2 separate regions of the Ovis aries genome follow, and region 1 is linked to region 2. Evidence: chromatin contacts called from public Hi-C data. All regions are on one chromosome and are shown on one strand. Each heading gives the region's core, a stretch centred on a gene start, on an enhancer-like site or on the middle of the called end of the contact. The rest is flanking DNA. Distances are from core to core; before and after follow the strand shown. Region 1 has its middle 65 kb from the start of SLC1A4. Region 2 holds the start of CEP68 (centrosomal protein 68).

The links. Hi-C and Micro-C count contacts between places; a contact is called where the count stands out from the background.
Region 1: a Hi-C map of blood shows a contact between it and region 2, with 5 times the contacts expected there. The contact joins the enhancer-like site here to the promoter of CEP68 in region 2. A contact is called at or near these places in 12 of 16 Hi-C or Micro-C datasets (blood, hypothalamus, liver and 6 more).

Annotation. Positions count from the first base shown.
Region 1 is chr3:43,396,709-43,403,639 of ARS-UI_Ramb_v3.0, forward strand. No RefSeq gene overlaps it. Among named protein-coding and RNA genes, the nearest start is that of SLC1A4, 65 kb to the left of the region's middle. Within about 2 kb of position 3,428, at least 15 of the 54 cell types and tissues checked have an H3K27ac peak or open chromatin away from gene starts, as enhancers often do. A contact at or near this core is called in hypothalamus and liver, where this site is marked.
Region 2 is chr3:43,275,721-43,282,762 of ARS-UI_Ramb_v3.0, forward strand. CEP68 (centrosomal protein 68) reads right to left here and starts at 3,099. Exons shown (of 6, transcript XM_060412038.1): 1 at 2,979-3,099.

The sequences.
Region 1 (6,931 bases), core at 2,178-4,677, 120 kb after region 2:
GCACATTTTTCTGGATTGTTTGTTTTGTCATAGTTGAGTTGCATTACTATTTTTAAGAGCTTTATTGATACTAACAGACGTACAATATATTGTACATGTTTAAAATGGATAGCTTGATAAATTTGGCATAAGCTTACATCCATGAAACCACTGCCACAATCAAGGTAATGGACATATCCATTGCCCCCCAAAGTTTCCTCACACCACTTAATAATCCTTTTTCCATTCCTCTTCCTGCCAACACCCACTCCCCAGGCAACCAGTAATCTGCTCATTATGAGTTAGTTTGCATTTTACAGAATTTTATATAAATAGAATCATACAGTAAGTACTTTAAAAATCTGGCTTCTTTCACTTAGCATAATTGTTCTGCCATCCATCCATGTATGCATCAACAGGTCATTCCTTTTTCAAAAAGTTAAAATCAGATAATAAAAATTTAGTTTCAAGTTATCAAATTATTTTCCTCACTGACGGTTTCAACAAATATAACAAGGTCTTATTTGATCTTCAGCAAACCTAGGTACAACAGAAGTACTACTTAACACTGATGATGCTAAAGACATGTCAATATTAGTCAAACCAACAAGTTTCAGCTAGCTTCAATACCAGATATCGACTCAGTACTGAATATTTCCCAGATCACTTGAACCTGAAATTCATTCTGATCAGTTTCTTTTATATTCCTGAGAATTCATATAAGCACTTAATTTCTCTTAAGCCAATTAAACAGAGCTCATCCACAAACCAATTCTGACAATGCCATTAGAAGGCAGAGGCATCTCATATTTATAAGGGGCATACATACATCTATGGGGCTACCGTGGTGGCTCAGTGGTAAAGAATCTGCCTGCAATGCAGGAGATCCAGGAGATGCAGGTTCAGTCCCTGGGTCAGGAAGATCCCCTGGAGGAGGGCATGGCAACTCATTCTAGTATTCTTGCCTGGAGAATCTCATGGACAGAGGAGCCTGGCAGGCTATAGTCCATAGAGTTCCAAAGAGTCAGACATGACTGAAGCAACTAAGCACGCACGTATGCACATGTATCTACATAGACATAGCAACCTTACCGTTTTGCTCTGGTCACTCTTATTTAGTTATTATGGACAAACAGGCTTCCATAGTGGTCTGGCTCTTGAAAGAGAAAGGACCCAGAGTGGTTTGCAATAAGCAAAGCCTGAAAGGGAAGTGAGTCCAGATGAAGCAAGTAGAATTTTCCCATCCCACAAGAGACAGAGTGGTTCATCCCAAAATGATACAAAAACACAAACAACAAATAAGATAAGGTTCCACAGACAGAAAATCAGAAGAGGTGTAGTCTAAAAATTCCACTTCCTCTCCCACATGGAAGCCTCCAAATAGATTGGCCTAGGTCTTTTTAAAAAATTATTTATTTAATTGGGGCTTCCCTGGTGGCTTAGTTGGGAATCCATCTGCAATGGAGGAGACCTCAGTTTGATCCTGGGTTGAGAAGATCCTCTGGAGAAGGGGTAGCTACCCAGTACAGTATTCTTGGGCTTCCCTTGTGGCTCAGCCTGCAATGCAGGAGACCTGGGTTTGGTCCCTAGGTTGGGAAGATCACCTGGAGAAGGGAAAGGCTACATTTTTGGCAGCACTGAGTGTTGCTGCATTCAGGCCCTCTCTAGTTGTACCAAGCAAGGCCCACTCTCAAGCTGTGGTGTGCGGGCTTCTCACTGCACTGGCTTCTCCTGTGGAGTGCAGGCTCTAAGGCACACGGGCGTCAGTACTTGTGGTTGTACAGGCCCAGTTGCCCCACAGCATGTGGAATCCTCTTGGATCAGGGATCAAACTCACGTTCCCTGAACTGGCAGGAGGATTCTTAACCACTGGACTTCCAGGGAAATGCTGGCCCAGCTCTTGAAAGAGAATGGGGAAAAAAAAAAAAAAAAGAAGAAAGAGAATGAACTCAGAGTGGCTGGCTTCCTGGAAGAGAATGAACCTCTGCAGAGGCCCTGGTGCTGAGGAACTCAGAGGAGGGACCCAGGCTTTTTTCCTATGATTCCTCCTCTAGTGACAAGAATTGCAGTTAGCCTATATCAACCACTGCAGGGGCCCAAAGGATTTCTTTGCACTTCCTCTGAGATATCCGACCACCTCCATCAAAATCCAGGCGCCTGACATTTCCACCTATTTCTAGGGGGAAGTGACCCTGCCTTGATGGCACCAGGCAAGGAGTGTGGTCTCCATAGGTTTTGTGCTTGAAGTGGGTCTAAGCTTGCTTTGAAAGTCTGAATCATCCTTCTGGGACAGAGCATGGATTATGAGTTATAAGCCTGTAGCAGAAGAGAGAGGGGGGCGATTAACTGTGAAGAATTCTGGCTCCCAGGTCCCAGCCTGCCTCCTGGACCACACCAGGTTCTGACTAGCCAGTACCTGCCACAGCCTGAGGGTACTTTGAAAAGTTACTGCGACAGCTGAGGCCTCATCATGGGATGAGGTGGGGGCCACGGAGGAGGGAGTGCGGGGGGAGGCAGTGGGGATTTGGACTAATATCCTTTGAAGTCACAGTCCTTCTCTAGAACTGGGCTCAAATGCTTTGGTGCAGGTGAGCTTTTCAGGATTTTAGGGTCCCTGAGTTGAGTGCTAAGTCACTTCAGCTGGGTCAGATTCTTTGTGACCCTATGGACTGTAGCCCCCAGGCTCCTCTGTCCGTGGGATTCTTCAGGCAAGAATAGAGGAGTGGGTTGCTATTTCCTTCTCCACAGGATCTTTCTGACCCAGGGATTGAGGGCTGACTGGTTCTCAAAGGGCAGTCTCTGGGTCAGCAGTCTCCCAGCCACCTGGGAACTTGTTCGAAATGCAGACTGTCAGGCCACCCCAGACCTCTAAGGTAGAGGCCAGCATCTGCCTTTTAAAAAGCCTTCTGGGTGATGGTGATGTAGGCTAAAGTTTGAGAAAGTTTAGAAAACGACTCCTTAAAAAAATCGCCCACCAGCCCACTCCTGATCACCTCATCCCTCCCTCTCTCGCTCGCTCGCTCGCTCTCTCTCTCTCTCTCTCTCTCTCTCTCTCTCTCTCACACACACACACACACACACACACACACACACACGACTGGCAAAGAGCCAGAGCGTTCATCTGTGGACCGAGAAGCCGGGTCAGTCGGAAGCTGACTTGTACAATCAGAAGGCGTCCCTCCCTCTAGCCTTCCAACAGGAGCCCCCTTGCTTCCGCCACGACTTTCGCACAGTCCTTACTCAATTCTTTGCGCCAACCTTGCTTTTGCATTCCAACTCTGCACAAAGCTGAGGTCTGTTTTCCCATTATCTTTCAGATGAATGCTTGGATCGGTGTCCGGCGGCCAGAGCGTGCCTGGTAATCCGAAGCAGAGACCTGGAAGTCTCAGGGCCCTGTTCGGGCTTCTTGCAGCAGAGCCAGCAGGAAGCCGGTTGGAGACGAAAGGACGTTGGTGGCACAGCGCCACCCTGTGGCGGCAAGGGAAAACCGCTCGGCCACGCGGTCTGTGCGTTGAGCGTGGGGTTGGCAGGGACCTTAAACCTTATCAAGTCCAAACACAACAAAATGCCCATTTAAAGAGCATTTACTGATCACTGCTTTATCTTGCTATAGCTTCAGATTTACCTAGGCGGTAGATAAGGTCACACAGCTGCTAAAAGAGAGTCTGGCGATGAGTCCCCGGAGTCCATACCGAGGCCACACAGCTGAGTACCACTCTGCCCTTTCAGGCTCTTTCAGATTCTGGTGAGGAGCGCTCTTTATAGTCTGGCTCCTCAACCTCCTGTGCAGGCAGCACCTGGGGATCCTGTTACAATGCACACCCTGATTCAGCAGATCTGGGTAAGCACCCAAGATCCTGCATTTCTAAGGGCTCTCGGATAATGCTGATGCTGGGCCATGGACCTCACTAAAGGCAAGACCCAGAGCAAGACCCGGCAGAACATAGGAAGGTCTGGCTCTGTACGGTCCAACACACTGGCCGCAGCCACCTGTGATCATCAAGCTCTTGGAATATGGCCACTGCAAGTGAGAAACTGAAGTTTTTGTTAATTTCAACTAATTCAAATAGTCCCTCTGTGGCTAGCATCTTCCATACTGGCCAGAGCAGGGTCCTTCATGAAGGGGGCTTCAAATAGCTTGTCATCGAAGAGCCAAAATTCCACAGTTAACCTGGTATTATTGATTAACAGATGTTTAGAGCCATGGGAGATTAATTGTTTTTGTTTAGTCGCTAAGTCATGTATGACTCTTTTGTGACCCCACAGACTGTAGCCTGCCAGGCTCCCCTATCCATGGGATTTCCCAGACAAGAATACTGGAGTGGGTTGCCATTTCCTACTCTAACAGACATTCCTGACCCAGGGATTGAACCCACATCTCTTTACCACTTAGCCACAGGGAAGTGGGGGAGATTAACATACTCCAATCCTTGAAGATGTAAGATATATACGTACACACACATACAATGGAATATTACTAGATCAAAAAAATGAAATGTCATTTGCAGCAACATGGATGGATTTAGAGATTATCATACCAAGTGAAGTAAGCCAGGTGAAGACAAATGTCACACGCTGTCACTTATATGTGGGCCCTAAAAAGTGGCACAAATGAACTTAAGGACAAAACAGAAATAGATTCACAGGAAAAAAACAGCTTAAGGCTACCGAAGGGGAAAGGGGATCAATTAGGATTTTTGGATTAAAGTATACCACTACTACATATAAAACAGGCAACCAACAAAGACCTACTCTATATAGCACAGCAAACTATGCTCAATATCTTATAATAATCTAAAAGGGAAAGGATTCTGAACAAGAGAGACATACGTATGTATAACTGAATCACTTGGTTGTATGCCTGAAACTAAACATTGTAAACCAACTATACTTCTTTAAAAAAAAAAATAGGGAAAAAAATATATATGTTTATATATATACTCCGACATTACCATCTTACATGTGAGGAAATGGAGGCCCAGAGACTCAGTGACTTGCCCCAGAGTCACAGAGCTGGTCCAGCATTCTTTCTACTGCTATAGTCCCAACCTGAGACACTTCTCCGTGGGTACAACAACATAAATAATATACTGAAATCAAATGTTATTTATTATTTTACACAACATCTTCCTTGGTGGCTCAGACGGTAAAGCGTCTGCCTACAATGTGGGAGACTTGGGTTCAATCCCTGGGTCACGAAGATCTCCTGGAGAAGGAAATGGCAACCCACTCCAGTATTCTTGCCTGGAAAATCCCATGGAGAGGGGAGCCTGGTAGGCCACAGTCCGTGGGGTCGCAAAGAGTCGTACACGACTGAGTGACTTCACTTCACTATGAATCAGTTAACCAAGTTTAAAAGTTATCCAACTTTGCAAGTAAATTAACTGACTTTTGGTTATATTTATAAGACCTGGATCACACAAAAAGAATCATCCCCTTTTATGGGATATTTTGCAAGGCCAGGGTCCTTGGCCAAGTCAAAATTAAGGATAGCCCTGTTCAGATGCCCTGGTGTAGCCAGTGTCTTTGCACAGGTGATGTGGCTGTTTCAGTTGGTACAAGTGTGCCAGGCACCACCTGGGTGACAAGATGACTAAACAGGTTGTCTTTTATCACACTGGAATGAATGATTTAATTGATTGTTCACTCAAAAAAAATCGTCTTTTCTGCTTGAAAAGGAATATATGTCCATTATGTACAGTTTAAAACTTGCACCAAAAGTATTGTACAACTTACCTATTGCTGCATACAGATAAGTTATCTATATCCATCTATCTATATATAATTATTTCCAAAACCTAATCAGCTTAAACCAACAAGCACGTGTCATCTCACAGCTGCCAGATGCGGCCTAGCTGGGTGGTCCTGATGCAGGGACTCTAGGGAGGTGGCTGAGGGCCTGACTGAGGCTGGAGGATTTGCTTCCAAAGTCACACACATGACTGTTGGCAAGAGGCCACGGTGGGCCTCTCCATAGTGCTGCACATGACAAGGCTACCCTCAAAAGCAAATGAGAGAACAGAAAAGAGAGAGCCCAAGATGGAAATTGCAAACGTTTGTAACCTCAGCACAATGTGCTGGACCATCCATTCTGCTGCGGTCTTTTGGTCACAGAGTAACCCTGTTGCAGCATGAGAATTGCCCAGGTGTGAGAACCAGGTGAAGGCCATTGGGGGTCATTTTGGAGACTGCCCATCCAAAGAGGAAAAAAGAAGATAAAATTCACCTGAACTCTCACTCTCCATAAACGGTCACTGTTGCACCGGGAGGTAATTCCTGTACATATATATATGGCAGAATTTTTTTATGACTCTTAACATATATGTTAGTTTCTGTATTTTCCCTCCAGCTTCCTTTCAGCTGTAAATCCAGGCTTTGTTTAACCTCCTTCCTGCATGGAAGATATGCACTCAATTTTTATCATTTTACTGAATACCCTAAATTTTGAACATGCTTCTTTGATGCCACAAAATACAAAGTGAATCAATTTCTTTATTCTCCTCCTAAACAATTCAGTGACACTGAAACATTAAACCAGATCATTACACTTCCATTTTATATCTGACTATTTTCTAGTGTTTTAGTCCTGTCTCATTTTTGCATATCCTAAGTTAGCTTTATAAAGTATTATTTTTAGATTTATCCCCTGGTTTACCTGTTTCTTTACTCATGGATGCTTCTTGTATCCCAGAGCAAGATAAAATCTTCGCTCTAGACTTGGTACCTGAAGGATTTTTTCTTTTTGTTCTTGAAAGCTCAGCATTTCTAGGAGTTTGTAGTTAGAGGATTTTCAAATCATGTAATTCCTATGTTGCTGGTAATCCCTATACTCAAGTTTTGTAGCAGGGCTAATATACTTCTTCCTTTTGAAACATTTAAACCCATTGATGAGGTTATGTGTCCCAAAAAAGGAAGATGGGAGAGAGGTCTTGAGGTGGCAAGGAGTTAGAGA
Region 2 (7,042 bases), core at 1,849-4,348:
TAGTATCTTTCTACTCAAAGTGTTGTCCACAGAAAAGCAGCACCTGCATCACCTCAGGGTTGCTGGGAATGCAGATTCTCAGGCACCAGCCCAGAGCTCTGGGGTCACAATTTGCATCTTAGCAAGCTCTCCAGGTGGTTGGTAGGCAGAGTAATGTTTCAGAACCACCAAGTTAGTAAGCCTGTTTCAGCATCCTGAAAGGGAAATACAATGGCTTTCCTACCATTCATCAAGTACCCACCTTACGCAAGGCAGACAAAAGTAGGAAATTTATGGTCCTTGTCCTGAAGGTCCGGAGAAGACAATGGCACCCCACTCCAGTACTCTTGCCTGGAAAATCCCATGGACAGAGAAGCCTGGTAGGCTGCAGTCCATGCAGTCGCTAAGAGTCGGACACAACTGAGGGACTTCACTTTCACTTTTCACTTTCATGTATTGGAGAAGGAAATGGCAACCCACTCCTGTTCTTGCCTGGAGAATCCCAGGGACGGAGGAGCCTTGGTGGTCCACGGGGTCGCATAGAGTCAGACACGACCAAAGTGACTTAGCAGCAGCAGCAGCAGCAGCAGCAGTCCTTAAGGTCCTTCCAACAGGACACTAGGAAAAGCTCACACCTTGTGGCAGGTTTCTTAATGGTTAATGACAGGATGTCACAACTGGAGGGCATCTTCAGAAAGAACAGTGTTTCCTTAAAAGGATTCCAGATTCATATAGCTACACTAAAAGCACAATCAGAGACCAGAATTCTCCTGTGACAGTTACAAGTGAGAGGAGACAGGGTCTTTGATTTGGAGATTCTGAGTAATTTAAGAAAAACTGACATGCCAAGGGGACCTACAGCTGGCAGGAAACAGACTACTTAACCTGTTTCCTGTGACCAGAAAGTGGTACAAGAAAACCTGGAAGTGAGGCAACCTCCCCCTAGAGGGTGCATCTGCCACCTCACGGTCTAGCAAATAGATTCAGAGCTACCAGAAGACTTCTTCCAGTGTTCACAATGTTTGTGAACTTTAAAGACAGGAGGCAGTTTTTTCACGAAAACAGATTTAAGTTAAAAGGAGAGACAACATCTCAAGTCCACTTCCATCTGAACCAACTTTTTTGTCAGCCACATCAGCTTCCCTCTCCTCTGCTTTTACATGACCATTTTCAGTAACAGACCACATGAAGAGTGCATCAAATAGTACTGCAATACTTGGCCAAATTGTTATTTGGCACTCCATCAATCTCCAGTGGGTGACGGTACTTTAAATGCATAAACAGGTAATCTTCCATGGAAATACGTTTACAGTGGGAGGAAAAATCTGGAATGGCTAAAGGAATGTTTTTAAAATCAAGGAACAGGTAAGGACCAAAAGGCAGACAGAACCTGAGGGTTAAATACTATACAGATGTTCAGTATTAGTGAATCTGCTCAAATATGTTTATTTTTATCCTAACAAGTGTTAACAGCTAAGGAACATTTTCCCTGTGCCACGGAACTATGCCAAGCACTTTATGTCAATATTTTATTTATTCCTCAGAAATCATGAAGTAGGTACTACTGTCACTCCCATTTTACTGAGGAAACTGAGGCACGAAGAAGTTACCTTAACTTATCCAAAGGTAGTAACAAGGTTGAGCTAAGGGATTTGACTTGAGAGCCACACAGCTCAATTGCTTTCCTCACCTGTACGAATAACTGGCCCAACATGTCAATGGAATTAAAGGGTTTTGTCGACTTTTGGCTACACTACTGATTTTTTGCTTTCTTTTGGCTTCCTGCAACCACTGAGTGTCTTCTGTGCTCCAAGCGCTGTCCTAGGGGCTGGGGAAACCACAATAAAGTGTGATGTATAAAGACAGAGGCTACAAAAGGCAGACCAGAGTAAGGAGTGATTATCAGTTGAGGGGTAGGGAAAGACCTTTAAAAAGCTTTCCAGAAGAGGTGAAACCTGAGTTATTTGCTCTTTTCTGTAGCAGGAGACCCAGAACTGACTGACCCAGGTGGTGGAAGGAACAATAATGAGAAGGGATGACCTCTACCTTTTTTTTTTCCTTTTATTGAAGGATAATTGCTTTACAGAATTTTGTTACCTCAACCTCTTTTAATCAAGCCTTGTACCGTTGATTTCTTGACCCAAAACACTATCATGCATTTTAACAACAACCTTCACATCCTAGGTCTAGGAACGTAAGGGTTTTTATGAATGTCAACTATCTTCGGGTGCGCCCTCCCCACCCCCCTCCAGTAAACTCCCAGTGAGGTCCAAATCTGCTGTGGCACTGGCTGGTTTCCGTTCATTTTCATTACAAACAATATACCGAACCCAACCCAATAATTATAAAGGGCCTGAAACAGGTTTTGGACTTGTGCCCCTGGGCTGAGAACCATTCTAGTGATGACAGTTGGAAAGGGTGGCCTTTCCAGGCAAAACATGTGAGACGAATTGCATTTTCTCCTCGGCAGCGGGGGCCGCCGCATTCAAAGCGACCAGAAGGCATCGTTCGTCTCCATCTTAATAGCCGGAATGACCCTGAGCGGGTGAGAGAGGGTCTCTAAGGCAGCCCAGATCCAGGAGCAGCTCGAGCCCCTAACTCCCGGAGCACCTGGGCAGGGCGAGCGCGCAGGGTAATAAACAAGACACGCCCGAGGCGAGGCCGCAAAGGAGAGAGTTCTCTGAAACCCGGGCAGCAACGCGGCGCAGCTGCTTGGACAGGATGCCCGGACACGCTCGCTCCCGCGGCCAGATTTCGCCGCGCTCAGGCTTTTCCAACGACGGCCTCCCGCCTCCGCGCCCCGACTCCCGGCCGCTACCCTCATCCGCCGTTCCGCCTGCAAAATGGAGGCTCAGGCACGAGGCGCCCCCTGCCCCTTAAAGCCTCGGCGCCCTTAGAGGAAGGGGACGCAAGGCCCCGCGGCCCGCCCCCGCAGGGCGAGGGGGCCGGGCCGCAGCCCCCCGAACTCCGCGCCTGTGCACCAGCCGGTCGCTACCTACCGCGTCCGGAACCCTTCGGACTCCCCGAACGAGCTGGCGGCGTCAGCAGTCGCATGCGGCAGCTCCGAAGACGGAGTCCCAGGTGGTCACCGAGGCCCTCCCGCCGGAGTCCTGAACGCCTGGGGCGGGACCGACCGCCGGTCACGCCCTCCGTTGCCCCGCCTCCGCGCCAGGGCGCCTTCGGAGAGGCGCGACCAATCCCAGCCCTCAGGCCGGAGGGTCGACCAATGCACTACCCGCTCCTGCAAGAACAGCCCACCCCTGGTACCACCTTGGCCTATAGGAAGCCGGCGCTTCTTCGGTCGGCCGTCCTTCCTCGCCTTCCGCGCTGGCGGCTCACGTTCTAGTGTCCTGGATGAAAGGGGTAGTGAGAGGGCGCGTAGTCCCTGGCTGCGAGGAACGGTGGGTGCCATCGGGCTCTCTGTTTTAGGTAGTCGGCCGCAGCCCAAGTCATGCACCCGTTCATTTCCATTCATTTTGGGCAAAGCGCCTGGCAGTGTTCCTGGCACGCTTCTGCCAGAGAGGCGGACCCAGTCTTCGTGCGTCTGTTTACATTCGCATCTTAACAATTAGGCGTGTGACCGAGGCCTGAACAGGTGCCACAGCGCTCTAGCGCCGGAAGATGGCGAGGTCCCTCCGGCCTGATGGTTGGGGACAGCTTTAGGTGGAACCTTAGGCAGGCTCGGAAAGGATGGGAGGCTTGTGAATAAATGAACCAGGAGCTGCTTAGCGGCTCTCCGAGCAGCCCGTTCCGATGGGAAATCGGTGATGGAATTTGAGGGGAAGTGGGATCCAGCTCGTGGGAGGCCACGATGCACATCCTCTTCTGCCACCTCCTCCTCTCCTCCAGCTAGCATGAGGCCTGGGAGCTTAAATGCACAGTTTGTACTGCTGAGCGAATCCTGGGATATAAAAGAACTACCACCGGCCTGGAGTGGGGAAGGGATCACCTGGTAATCTGTGTCAGGCCCGTCCTGCGTTCTGATAGGTTTACCCAGCAGCACTTGAGCAATCTGGCTTACCTTGAATGTCTCTCACCAGTTCGTCAAACAGATCTGTAAATGTCTGAACCCCCGCTGTGGGCAACCTGAATTCCAGAGCACACATTCTTTACCATTAAGCTCTTTGGCCTCAGAGAGGTTACCAGATAAAAACCTGTTGGGTCTTCCGGAACCTGCAATGATAGCGGGGGGTTCTGTCTAATCCAAGAGTCATAAACTTTGACAGAGAAGAAATTAGCCCACATGGTTTCTTGGTTTTACTTGGGCAACACATTGATTTTATTTGCTTTTGCTTTTTAGGCAAGAAATTTAAATCCCATAAGCACCACCTCTGTGTTAAGTAACAGCCAGCCTGACACTGGAAGATGTTTTTGTTTGTGGCCCTTGGTCTTCTCTGAATACACAGAAGACCTCGGGTTGTCATCCAGTCACACTGGTTGAGACTTGGGGCTTTCCTAGCCAAGACAACCAGCTGGACAGAGAATGAACCAAGTCAAACAGGTAACCAGGTCGAGGATAGAATCAGGGTACCAAATACAAGTGAAGGGAATTTGAAAACAAAATCAAGGGGAAATAAGTAAGCTCTCAAAAAGCCAAGGAAGTTATGGGAGGTGGAGTTTGAAATAAGCAGACTATGAGCGCAAAAGTAATTCTGAAGTTGGCAAAACAGCCCAGTACCCCTGTTGTATGTCAGGTCCCAGATCAAATCCCACCTTGATCTCCTCAACCTGATGCGCCCTCTTCCTCCTTTCAGCTCTGCAGCACTGTGTGTACCTTGTGCCTAGCCTTTATAATTTTCAACCCTGTACGGTTTCCTTGTCTGTAAGAGGGCGTAGGATGGATGACTCCTGAGGTTCCTTTTAGCAATGTTCACATCCATGCTCAGTCACTCAGTTGTGTCCGACTCTTTGCAACCCCATGGACTGTAACCAGCCAGGGTCCTCAGATTTTCCAGGCAAGCATCCTGGAGTGGGTTGCCATTTCCTTCTCCAGAGGATCTTCCCCTTCTAGGGATGTATCTCCTATATCTCCTGCACTGGCAGGTGTATTCTTTACCACTGTGCCACCTTTTAGCTATGACTTCCTGTAATTGTGTGTTGTGAGCATCTTTTGCTTTTGCCTGAGAAGTGATCTTTCCTTTGAGGAATTGTCTGAAATCCCTTGGATCAGATGAATCTTTAGGGGCATCACATTTCTCACCTCCCAAGGCAGGAAGGATAGAGAACAAGAAGGCATGGAGCCCAGGGCAGGCCAACTATAATCTCCTTCCTCTTCTCCACAAAGGTGTGACCCAACCTGAAATGGCCTGAATCCCTGTCTGGGATTTTAAAGAATGAGGCTGAGAGAGAGTTTCTTACCTATGGTGCCTCTAAGCTTAAGCAAAATAAATCTAGAAATGTATATGGTTATATTTCTTATATCAGAAAAGCTGGGAGACCAGGTCTGGAAATGGTAAAAATCCAGTAAGACTGGGGAGCAAGATTCTCAGCCCAAGCCACACTGCTCCAGCCGCTCTGGTTAGGATTTATGTCTGCACTTTCAGTGCCACCGTGAAGTATTTTCCAACTCTTCTGTGATGTTAGGTATTCATTCAAGATTCAAGTTTTGGGCAGGACTGAAGGCAATGGCACCCAACTCCAGTACTCTTGCCTGGAAAATCCCATGGACGGAGGAGCCTGGTGGGCTGCTGTCTATGGGGTCACACAGAGTCAGACACGACTGAAGCCACTTAGCAGCAGCAGCAGCAGCATTGACTTGTCTAACTGTAGGTCATATTCCTGTGTTCTAACTACCATTAGGCAAGGAGAGTTCTGGTTTCTGTCGTGGTTTGTGCTGGATCAGTTGGCTTCTAGTGTGGGAGAGGGGCCCAACCTCAATCTAAGACTCAGAGTAGGGGGGCTCACTCCAAATCAGAAGGATATTCAGGTCCTGGTGGCTAAAAGGACCTCCACTATAGTCCATTTCTGAGGCTGCACAATGCAACCATGTCTCCTACAGCAACAAAATATGTCCTCATGCCTGCCCCAAAGGAGAAGAGTTCGAAGGCTCAGCGGTCATTGTATCTGGTCCCGGGGCCAAGTATGCAGGTGATGGTCCATTTGAGACAGGCTGGGACCTGGGACCCTTTACTGCAGTGCTTGCACCTGGACATCTCCTCTAGCAACAAAATACAAAGAAACTATAAGAGACTAAAAATAACTGCATGTGTGAGCAGGTGGCACAAACTATGAACAAAAAAATACAAAAAGGCCAAAACCCAACTGCCACTTCTGAGGTTCCGGGAGCAAAAGCAGGGTGCCATGCATGATGCCTGCACATAGCACCACAAAGGGGTGGGCAGACCACTCAAACCCCTTCTGGCCCCCACAGATCCACCCCTCCCCTCACCCCACTTAAGGAACCAGCTGCCCCCTTCGGGGAGTGGGAGTGAAAGTGAAAGTGAAGTCGCTCAGTCGTGTCCGACTCTTTGCCACCCGTGGACTGTAGCCCACCAGGCTCCTCTGTCCATGGGATTCCCCAGGCAAGAATACTGGAGTGGGTTGCCATTTCCTTCTCCAAGGGAACTTTTTACTTGACTTTACTCCCTCATGCTACAGCACTAGTCCCCGTAGAGCCTTGCCTGAACTCCTCCTCTGTCCTCTTATCAGGGTCTATTGATTAAAGTCCGGGTTGGTAACACATTCATCTTCTAAATCTTCATCAGTACCCTATCTCAATGTAATATGTAGACTAAATTTTGGAGTTAACCATCACTGATATACTTTAAATGCAATAATGAAGAGAAAGAGGATGAAAATCGCTTAAAAATCACTGAAAACTTTACATTTGTAAATACAGCAAGAAGGGAGTCTACACTCCTCATTTTTTAAACTGGTATATGCTTGCTTGTGTGCATGCTCAGTTGTGTCCGACTCTTTGAACCCCACGGACTATGGCCCACTAGGCTCCTCTGTCCATAGGATTTCCCAGGCAAGCTTACTGGAGGGGTTGCCATTCCCTTTCCAGGGAATCTTCCTGACCCAGGAATGGAACCCCTATCTCCTACATTTCAGGCAGATTCTT